2 separate regions of the Mus musculus genome follow, and region 1 is linked to region 2. Evidence: chromatin contacts called from public Hi-C data. All regions are on one chromosome and are shown on one strand. Each heading gives the region's core, a stretch centred on a gene start, on an enhancer-like site or on the middle of the called end of the contact. The rest is flanking DNA. Distances are from core to core; before and after follow the strand shown. Region 1 overlaps Lrp2 (low density lipoprotein receptor-related protein 2). Region 2 has its middle 15 kb from the start of Dhrs9.

Region 1 (4,510 bases), core at 67-2,566, 63 kb after region 2:
TAAGTAATTGCTAACAAGAGGAATATGGCCGTCCTCGTCTCTAAAGGAGATCCAATGTGTGTCCATGCAACTTGTGGGAAATGACAGGTTTGAGTGACGGGGTCTGAATTCTGAGTATTCTCTGTATATTTACTAAGAAATCTAAGCTTGAGAGACTCCTTTGGAAGTTCGTGTCCTCGGTGACCTAAGCAAGTGATTCTGCTGAGCCAAGTGACAATTTAGTGTCCGGGGGTCACAGATACAGGATCTCTGGACAGACGCTGGGGAGCAGAACTTGGAAGGTCTCGGCCTGGATCAGTGCAAGAACCAGTGGGCAGCACAGACGGAGGCATGGAGCTATGCTGCAATTGGCGAAGGTTGACTCGCATTCCCAACAAACCCCCATGCCCGTTCTGTTTCTGGGACCTGGAGTGGGGGGAGGGAACAGCTTCTTGCCACATTGCCTCTCCTTACAGACCAAGCTACCTCTAAGAAAGGTCCCTAAGATCGAGAATTGACTGGAAAGAAATGTTAAGAATAAAGAAGTAAACCAGACACTGCCTTGGAGTACAGCCAGACCTAGGGACTGAACATTTGATATTTCAAGTATTCTGGTGGCTGTGGAAAACAAATCTTCAATGTCCACTTTTAAATGTAGCTTAAGGAGAAAAAAAGTCCCTAGAAAAACAGTGAACCAAAATCTTCCTCTCTATGGTGTGTGTGTTTGTGTGTGTGTGTTTGTGTATGTGTGTGTGTTTGTGTTTGTGTATGTGTGTGTGTGTGTGTGTGTGTGTTTGTGTATGTATGTGTGTGTGTGTGTGTGTGTGTGTTTGCATGTCTATGCATGTGTACATGTAAGAGGTGATTTTTTTTTCTCTCAGCCACACTGAATTAAAGAACACACCACTGAGTTTCTCTGCACAAGGACCAGGAACATTTAAATGTCTCACAGTGTTTTTTATCCGGAAGTGCTATCATTTCCAATTTGCCCATGGATCCCCTTGTGAAGGGAACTGGTAAGGACTACAGTTCTCAGGGGTAAAATGAGTGTCTAGAATCCAGCATGTAGATCTGGGATAGCTAAACGCACGTTCTTTAAAGCTAGCAGCACACTGTCCATTTTATACAATTTCATTTCAAAGGTGCTTGTTAAACTGCATCCCAAATATTCTAGGATATGTGAAGATATAGCATATATGATAAAGAAAGATTCATCAAGCAGGACTTTTGTCTCCTGGACTAGTTTCCTTGGCACGGTAATACAGCAATGCTTGTGGGATGGTTGGATGGACAATTAGGTGTAGCTGGACACAGAGGACAAGGTAATAAAATTGTGCCACCTGGTGGTCGGCATTGGTAATGGTAGTAAGGCACTAAGAGCAACTTGGAAAGGTGCATTCTCTTTTATATGTATCCTCAGCACATTACTGTGCATGTTGTGTGAATGTCCCAGATTCTATGTCCTTTTCATGAAGACATACTAAATCTACAATTTTGTTTTCATTTGTATGTACGTAGTCTTCCGTGGATTAGCATCAACTCAGAAATGTCCAAGTTCTTTGCAAATTTCTTTTCATGAGTCAATTATCATTACCTGAGTTTCATCAGCTCCAGGGGAGGCTGGCTTTGGCTCTGGAACTATCTCAGAAGGATCTATGGACCTTCCATAGTTCTGGTTTTCCACATTTTCTGGTACAGTCACCTGTGAGCTTACTGACGGTCCCTACACGGTTTTGAAAGAAGAAATGAATATGTGAATAAGTAGATCTGGGTTCTGTTTGCCACCTTATCCCCCACAGACACAGTCACGTACCTTTTCAATCTGATAAGTGACACTAGCAGCTGTAAACTAAATGCCACTTCCACCTTCCCCAAATAAGTGCAACAACCACTAAGTCACCTAAGATATCAAATGTGGTAGGCGAGGACACCCCTCATTGCCACACACTCATTGATGTAACCCCTGCTACATTGTCTACACCCTTCATTCCCACCTTGACCATAATTTGTAATAACAGGTGTTCCAGTTGCATACTGGCAACCAAGTGCTAGCTAAGTAACAACACCAAGTAACAGCCACACAGACGCAGTGCACAGAATCCTCTTTGAATATTAAGGAAAAAAATGAGTGTGGTCAGGTGTGTAGCTACAACACTAATCCAAGCAGTGGCAGAGGCAAACAAATATCTGTAAGTTTGAGGCCAGCCTGGGGTACACAGTGAGACTATGTCTCCAAAGATAAATAAATAAATAAATAAATAGCAAAAGGAATAAAATGAGCAAATTTGAGGACTACCTAAAAGAGGATGAATTTTAAAAAACAGTAAGCAAACAGCCTTAATACTTTTCTATTTTTTGTCAAATTCACATAATTACGCAGCTATTCTTTAAACCCATATCACCCTGAATAGATATTACAAGGAAGTCAGTATACTCCTTGTATTTTACATTCTCCATTTTGTTTGTATGCATGGCCTCACTTTATTTCATGTGAAAAATACCAGACAAGATGTCATCTCTATCCCACGATACATTATCAAAGAGCAGACGAGACTCTTTCAAGATTCAAATCTTTTTGCTCTTAAGAAAGAGCTCATTTTGAAAAATATTTCTATCACTTCATATTAAAATATACTATATGTTGAATCGGAAATCACTAGCAAACACTGATAGCTCTTTCCTGTAGCTGCATAGACAAAGGAAGGACAGGCCAAAAGCTGATGGATCGGGAACCAGCGCTGAGCCATTAGTCCAGGCTAATGGAAAGCACCTGCCTCTCCTTCCAGCTTCTCTTACAGGTACAGAGTAATAAGCCTTCGGAGCAAATCTTAACTTCAGACCTCTATACTCTTCAGAACAGGCCGTCCCTCTCACTTTAGCCCTCTCAGATAAGCAGCCTCATAATACCGTCTCTCAGCCATTCATTTATGACATAGTTCCCTGTTTCTGTCATAGGGCCCTATGTCTCCAGGATCTCTAATAGACTCATACCCCTTGCTCTGGCACGGGTGACTAGGAATGACTGAGAACAGTGAACACCCCCCAGCATGGCTGCTAAGCCTCACATCTCTGCCACGACACAGGGCTCTGACTATTCCCAGGGCTGTATCCGGGCGCAGCTTCGTGACTGTGGATGGTGAAGCTGAGATGCAGGCCACTGTGCTTCCTCCCATTAGGAGGGCAGGTTAGAGGCCTGCATTCTGCAACACAGAAAGACCCAGCAACCACGATGGCTAAAAACAGATCGTGGGACAGACATCTCACCTGCACTGCCAGGCCCACTTTGGAAGTACTGTCTTTGGCTGCATACATTGGGTTTTCAAATATCACAGGCTGCTTGCCTACCTCCATGACGAATTGTTCATTCTGGCGGGAGGAGAGAGAGAGGTCATACCCATTGATCTACTTCAGACAGAAAGGCATCTCCCTCATACCTGGATGTACACCAGACACCTTCACAAAGCCACCCAAAATATGAGGTCTTAGAGAGGGTAGGCGGGAGAAAGTAGCCTCAGAGACCCAGGGGCATCTAAGTAACAAACTATTGTTTCTTCTAGTAAAAAATGAACTAAGGCATCTGCTCCAGAAAGCACAAATCCTCTTCCTATAGCTGAATCCCTCTGGCCCTTTAATGGACTTAATGCACTTGGGCTGGAATACTGAAGAAGAGGGAGGTAGTGGAAGAAGATACAGGGAAATAAGGCAGCATGGAGAACACTGTTCTTCCAGGCAGAGGTGACTGGAGGTGGAGACAAAGCACTGGAAATAGGTTTCTAGATTACAGAAAGCCCCCATGAGGTCAAAGCTGTCCTAGACCCATCCCAGACTGTGCCACCTGGCTCTCATAAGAGGTAGACAAGTCCCTGTTCTATACACGGAGCGAGAAAAAGTCAGCTCCTTGCCTATCCTTGAATAACTGTTACATGGTAGAGCCATTTTCCTTCAAAGGCCTACAGAGCACAGACTGTATCCATGCTAGTGTCCCCAAGGTCAGCTTTATTTCTTGTAAGAAGAGTTTCTTCCATCAATTAGCGTAAGTGAAAGCCTTCAACTGATCCCACGGAGGCTGTGCTCACCATTGCCATGGATCTGTCAATAATTGTCTCAGGGCCAAAAGGAGACACACCGATGTCCATGTTCACATCAGCCCCTGATCTGAAAGTCACCCCGTTTCCATTTTCAGAGGGTTTGGCAAGGCTGCTTAAGCTGAAATGAAACAAAGCCATGTGTTGTGTTGTTATTACGGTTTTTTTTGTTTCTTTTTGTTTTGTTTTGTTTTGTTTTGTTTTTGTAGTGATTACTTTCCTTCCATATTACTGAGTCTTCTATGTGCAATTCTCTCCCCAAGTGCACATGAAAGCACATGCCCAAACAAGATCGGAACAAGAACTAGGGGTCACTAGAAGAAAGCCAAGCAACCCACAGCTAGCTCTGCCCTCTCCTGCCCTACGTGATAAAATACGGTCTGCAGCACAAGCTTCAGGGGAAACTCCATGAAGAAGTGATTGACAGTGAATGCTCTCAGTTCTCA
Region 2 (4,634 bases), core at 1,192-3,691:
TTCCCCTCCCCTCCCCCTCCCCTCCCCCGGTGAGGCACTGACTACTCTTATCATAATCACAAACTCAAATATTAAAATTTACTTCGGTTGTCTTATAAGTATAGACTTAAAAGTGAAAGTGCTGGTCGCTGTATCTCTCTCTGATCAAAATACCCAGCCTTTCTGGACCAAGATAAGCGTGTTCATGCTTTAAACCCCAAACCATAACTTAACTAGTACCCAGAGGCACGGTTGTCCTCTAGCTGGTTATAGATACTTCCAATGGGGATTTCAGCACAAGTTACAAACAATGGTGATGTTAGTGTATCTAAAGCTTTCATCTCTTTTTGTAAACTTAAAAAAATATTCATGTAAGCTTCAGAGATACCCGTCAATTAACAGCCTAAGCTGTTCCCTCTACTGGCTACCCCTAAGAATAGCTTTCCCTTTCCTCCCGGTTTTGGGACTCCACTTGACTTTGACTACCAGGACCATAAGCCTAGAAGTTTCAAGTATACCCAAGATAAAGAATTTTCCCAAATCTTCACTTTGCCTTCTGTCCCTAGTCTGTCTACCCTAGCAATGGCAGACTGCAAACTGCTGCAAACTGGCCAGTCCTCAAAGGAGCTTCTGATGGAATTTCTGATCAACCTAAGCCCCTGCATCCCAAAGGGTTAGAAAGCAGCCTACATGTCACCAGCCCCAGGGGGTCCCTCAGAACCTGGATGGCCAGTGAAACAGAGATCACCAGGCCTGCACTCTTCTCTCCCTTCCTAGCTTTGACTAGAATATCAGCCTTCATTGGATCCCAACATCAAAAGTTCAACCAAGAAGTAATTAAGTTGCCCCTTACCATCAACAACAAGCTGGAATGTTAGATCCAAAAGAAAACTCCAGGACAAAGGGCTAACTGTGGTCTAGTAGCTTACCAAATCACATGCTGGCCTCTGGGCACTCTCAGCAAGGGTCTGTACAGAGTCCCATGCTGGTATCCTGGCTCTTAGATCTTTTCACCCTGTCCCTACCCTCAATGTCTCCAGACCCTGAGCTTTGCTGCCTTTCCTCCAGCTCCTAATTTCCTACACAAGCCATGTGCTCTCTCTTGGCTCTCTGCCCTCTGCTCTCTTAGTTCTCACCGCTGTCTTGGTCTACTCCACTCCCTTGTCCCTCTCTCTTCTCTTCCTCTCTCTTCCTCTCTCTCTCTCTCTCTCTCTCTCTCTCTCTCTCTCTCTCTCTCCTCTCCTAGCCCCAGTTCAATCTATTGACCATATTTAGTCTACTGTTTTCTCTCCCTGCTCTGGACTCTTCCAAGTGCCCCTGGCTATACTCTCCCTGGTATTTGCAATGAAAACCTTCTCAAATACCTTGGAATGTTAGGTCCTCATGTTTGTTCATCTGGTACTCAAAACCCTACCAAGGGACTTGGCCTCTCTTATAGAATCAAGCGGCTCATTTGGTTCTCCTAAGCCATATATGGATCGTTTGTTTCTGCTGATTTGATTCAGAAGAGCGATCATGCAGACCTTGTGACTCTCTTTATACGGCCATGACTGCTCCTAGGTATGGTGGAGGAGAAAGTTTGTTATAGACATGTGTGAGAACATAGATAGAGGCAGACACATCTGGGAGAGTCCAGAGTCATCATGACCCTGGGGTCATGTGGGGACTGGGACAGGGAGAGAAGAGAGAGAGCAGAGAGGGGAACCAGGATAAAGATACAAAAGGTGAGGATAGCCAAAATGGTTGGATTATATAGGGAAGAGAAGCCCAGCTACGTGGACTGAAAAGTTAAGGGTTGGGGAGGGTTTTGCCAGCTAGGAGGGTCCAGTAACTCCTGGGGACTGAGGGATTGCAGGGAGAACTTGGTGGCCAGTGTCCATTTTGATATGTTAAATAGGCACATCAGCCCGTTGTTCCAGGTTTGAACCCTACCAGTGAAGAGCATGTGGTCTGACTTGCAAGCTCTCTAACTGCTGGGTAGTTTGGGTTGCGCAAGCTGGGAAGTAGAGAAATAGGTTATTTGAGTGATCCAAGAAAATGAGGTCTGGCAGCTTATCTTGTTTTCCTGCTAGTGTACTTGGCAGGAAACAATCTCTTAAGGAGGTATGTATCAGATTATCATTTATTAATTATTGAAGTCAGTGAGATCACACCTTTCTCTGCCAATCTCATGCTGAATTTCAAATCCTGTTACTACATGGAAGCTGCATTTCTCCGAGAAGAAGAAGAAGAAGAAGAAGAAGAAGAAGAAGAAGAAGAAGAAGAAGAAGAAGAAGAAGAAGAAGAAGAAGAAGAAGAAGAAGAAGAAGAAGAAGAAAGGAAGGAGGAGGAGGAGAAGGAGGAGGAGGAGAAGGAGGAGGAGTCTATTCCTCTAGGAGACTTCCTCTGCAGAATCTGACCCTGCTAATGACTGCCTTCTTCCTGGCTTCATCCCAAGGCTACCTCAGCATTTTCCTGTAGCTCCTGGAACTGGCTTCACTTTCTAGTCCCTCCAGTCTTCATTCTCCCACTGAGAGAGTGGAAAGAGCACCTTCCCTCTCCTCATATTCCCTCTTCCTTGCCTCAGTGTCCTGGAGCCTTGAAGACAGGACTAGGACCTGCCCGGTGGGTGTAACTTTCCTTCCTAGCCAAATTCCCAGCTATGATGAGACCAGAGTTCCAGCTTCTGAGGTTATGCCCAGACTGTCTTCCTTTGTCCCCTCTCACCTAACTAGAATGCTCTGGTACAGGTCGGGGCTCCTTGTTCCCCTACAAGTTAGGAAGTTCCCTTTAGCTACCCTTTTGGAGAGCTTTTCTATATAATATCCATGCTTCTATTTTCCAGTTCCAGTTCCCCAAGCCTGGTGCTGACAGCAGTCATTCGCCATCTTCCTCTGCATGTGTTCTGTATGGCTAAGAAGGAAAGAATAATGAACTTCCATTGCTTTCCATGGATACACACCACCAGTCACTGTTTCTTGGCACAGAGAAACGCTATCATATCTCATCTCAATCTCCAACTCCTCTTCCCAGACAGACTTCTTTTCTAGAGATTATAATACTATTAAGACACTTCCCCATTTTCTCCCTTCTTTCTAACCCTTCCCATGTACCACCACCACGCTTTCACTCAAATTCATGCCCTCTTCTTTTAATTGTGATATACCCATATGTGTTGTGTGTGTATGTGCAAGTATGTTATATGTGTATGTATTTATGTATGTAATGTAAATATATAAATATAACCTGCTCACCATGTGTATTCATAAATAGATACATAGACTTTGCTCAGTCCAGATAATGTTGGTTGTATGTCTGTTTTCAGGACCTGTTTGATTCTGAGAAATGAACTGCTGTGGTCTTCCCTAGGGAAGATAATGTCTCCTGTTCCCAGCATTCCTTAGTTACCTGTAGTTCTTTGCCTAGCTTTGAGGACTTGTGAGCCTTTCCCCGTCCACATTAGGATGTCTATTGGCAGTATCCTTACACAGCTCATGTTTAGATAGCCATGTTGGTGGGACTTCATAGGTGTAGCTTCTCTGGTGTTTTCAGGAGACACAATCCTACACCAATTTCCTGTTCCCCTGGTTCTAACAGTCTTTTCCCTCCCTCTTCTGCAATGGTGCCAGAGCATTAAGTGCAGGAGCTGTGTTATAGATGGATCAGTTAGGACCTTACTCTGCAATTCTGCATTCTGCCAGTTTCTATAATGGTTTCTATCTGTTGCAAAAAGAACTTTACTTAATGAGGGCTGTGAACTACCTTATCTGTAGGAGTAAGGATAAATATTTTAAAATGTGGTAGGATTTTGCTGATTTAGTTAAGTGGTGGTTGTAAGTTCTCCTCCAAGATCTTTGACATCACTAGCCCCAGGTAGTTGGCTAGGTTTCCAGTACAAGACATGATTTCCCTCCTGTAAGTCCAATTAAAGAGCTATTGCTCACTGACAATGTGCATATGCCACTATTACATCCTTAGGGGTATCCTGCCAATCTGATCATTGTTGTAATTCAAAAGCATCACAGATTGGTAGAAATATTGTTTGTTTCCCTCCTTTGGGAACCTAAATAGTACCTTCTGACACCATGAAAGCCAGTCCTCAAGAAGGAAACTTTCAGGTCAGATCCAACTCAAATCTTCTGGGTCCTGTGTTCAAAGTCCATAGTGTCTTCAGCAATATGGATTTACCTTATACCTCTTGGGGAAGAGGGCTCAACAAAGGGCAATAGAAATTGTCTACAATGTTTTGGGAGTGTCTTGGACAACCCTGACCAACATTTCAAAAGAGAGATTTTTATGCCTGGTGTTGGGGGTTTTGTAAGATACTTGATAGCTCTTAGGATAGCACTGTCAGCTCAGATGAGAAAAATTGTTTATACATATATATATATATATATATATATATATATATATATATATATATATATCCTATTGCTCCCTACAATGGTCCCCTTTGGCTTTCTCAGTTTCTGAAGTTATCCAGATTTATACTTACATAAAAAACTTGGAGCTATCAACCTAAGATGAAAGGTAAAATTCAACATTTGTCTCTCTGGACTTGGTTCATCTCACTCAGTATGATCTTTCCTAGTTCCTTCCACCCATTTACCTGCAGATTTCACTAGAAAATAGAAAGACATCCCATGCTTATAAATTGGCAAATATATTATGAAAAC

The links. Hi-C and Micro-C count contacts between places; a contact is called where the count stands out from the background.
Region 1: a Hi-C map of bone marrow-derived macrophages shows a contact between it and region 2, with 2.9 times the contacts expected there. The contact joins two enhancer-like sites. A contact is called at or near these places in 1 of 15 datasets of contacts at CTCF or cohesin (CD8 T cells), 13 of 484 Hi-C or Micro-C datasets (the Patski cell line, Th2 cells, bone marrow and 9 more) and 2 of 115 datasets of contacts at active chromatin or transcription factors (bone marrow-derived dendritic cells and bone marrow-derived macrophages).

Annotation. Positions count from the first base shown.
Region 1 is chr2:69,427,020-69,431,529 of GRCm38.p6, forward strand. Lrp2 (low density lipoprotein receptor-related protein 2) reads right to left here. Exons shown (of 79, transcript NM_001081088.2): 75 at 4,056-4,185; 76 at 3,244-3,345; 77 at 1,574-1,702. Among named protein-coding and RNA genes, the nearest start is that of Gm36393, 24 kb to the left of the region's middle. Within about 2 kb of position 1,317, at least 2 of the 459 cell types and tissues checked have an H3K27ac peak or open chromatin away from gene starts, as enhancers often do. A contact at or near this core is called in bone marrow-derived macrophages, where this site is marked.
Region 2 is chr2:69,363,055-69,367,688 of GRCm38.p6, forward strand. No RefSeq gene overlaps it. Among named protein-coding and RNA genes, the nearest start is that of Dhrs9, 15 kb to the right of the region's middle. Within about 2 kb of position 2,442, at least 2 of the 459 cell types and tissues checked have an H3K27ac peak or open chromatin away from gene starts, as enhancers often do. A contact at or near this core is called in bone marrow-derived macrophages, where this site is marked.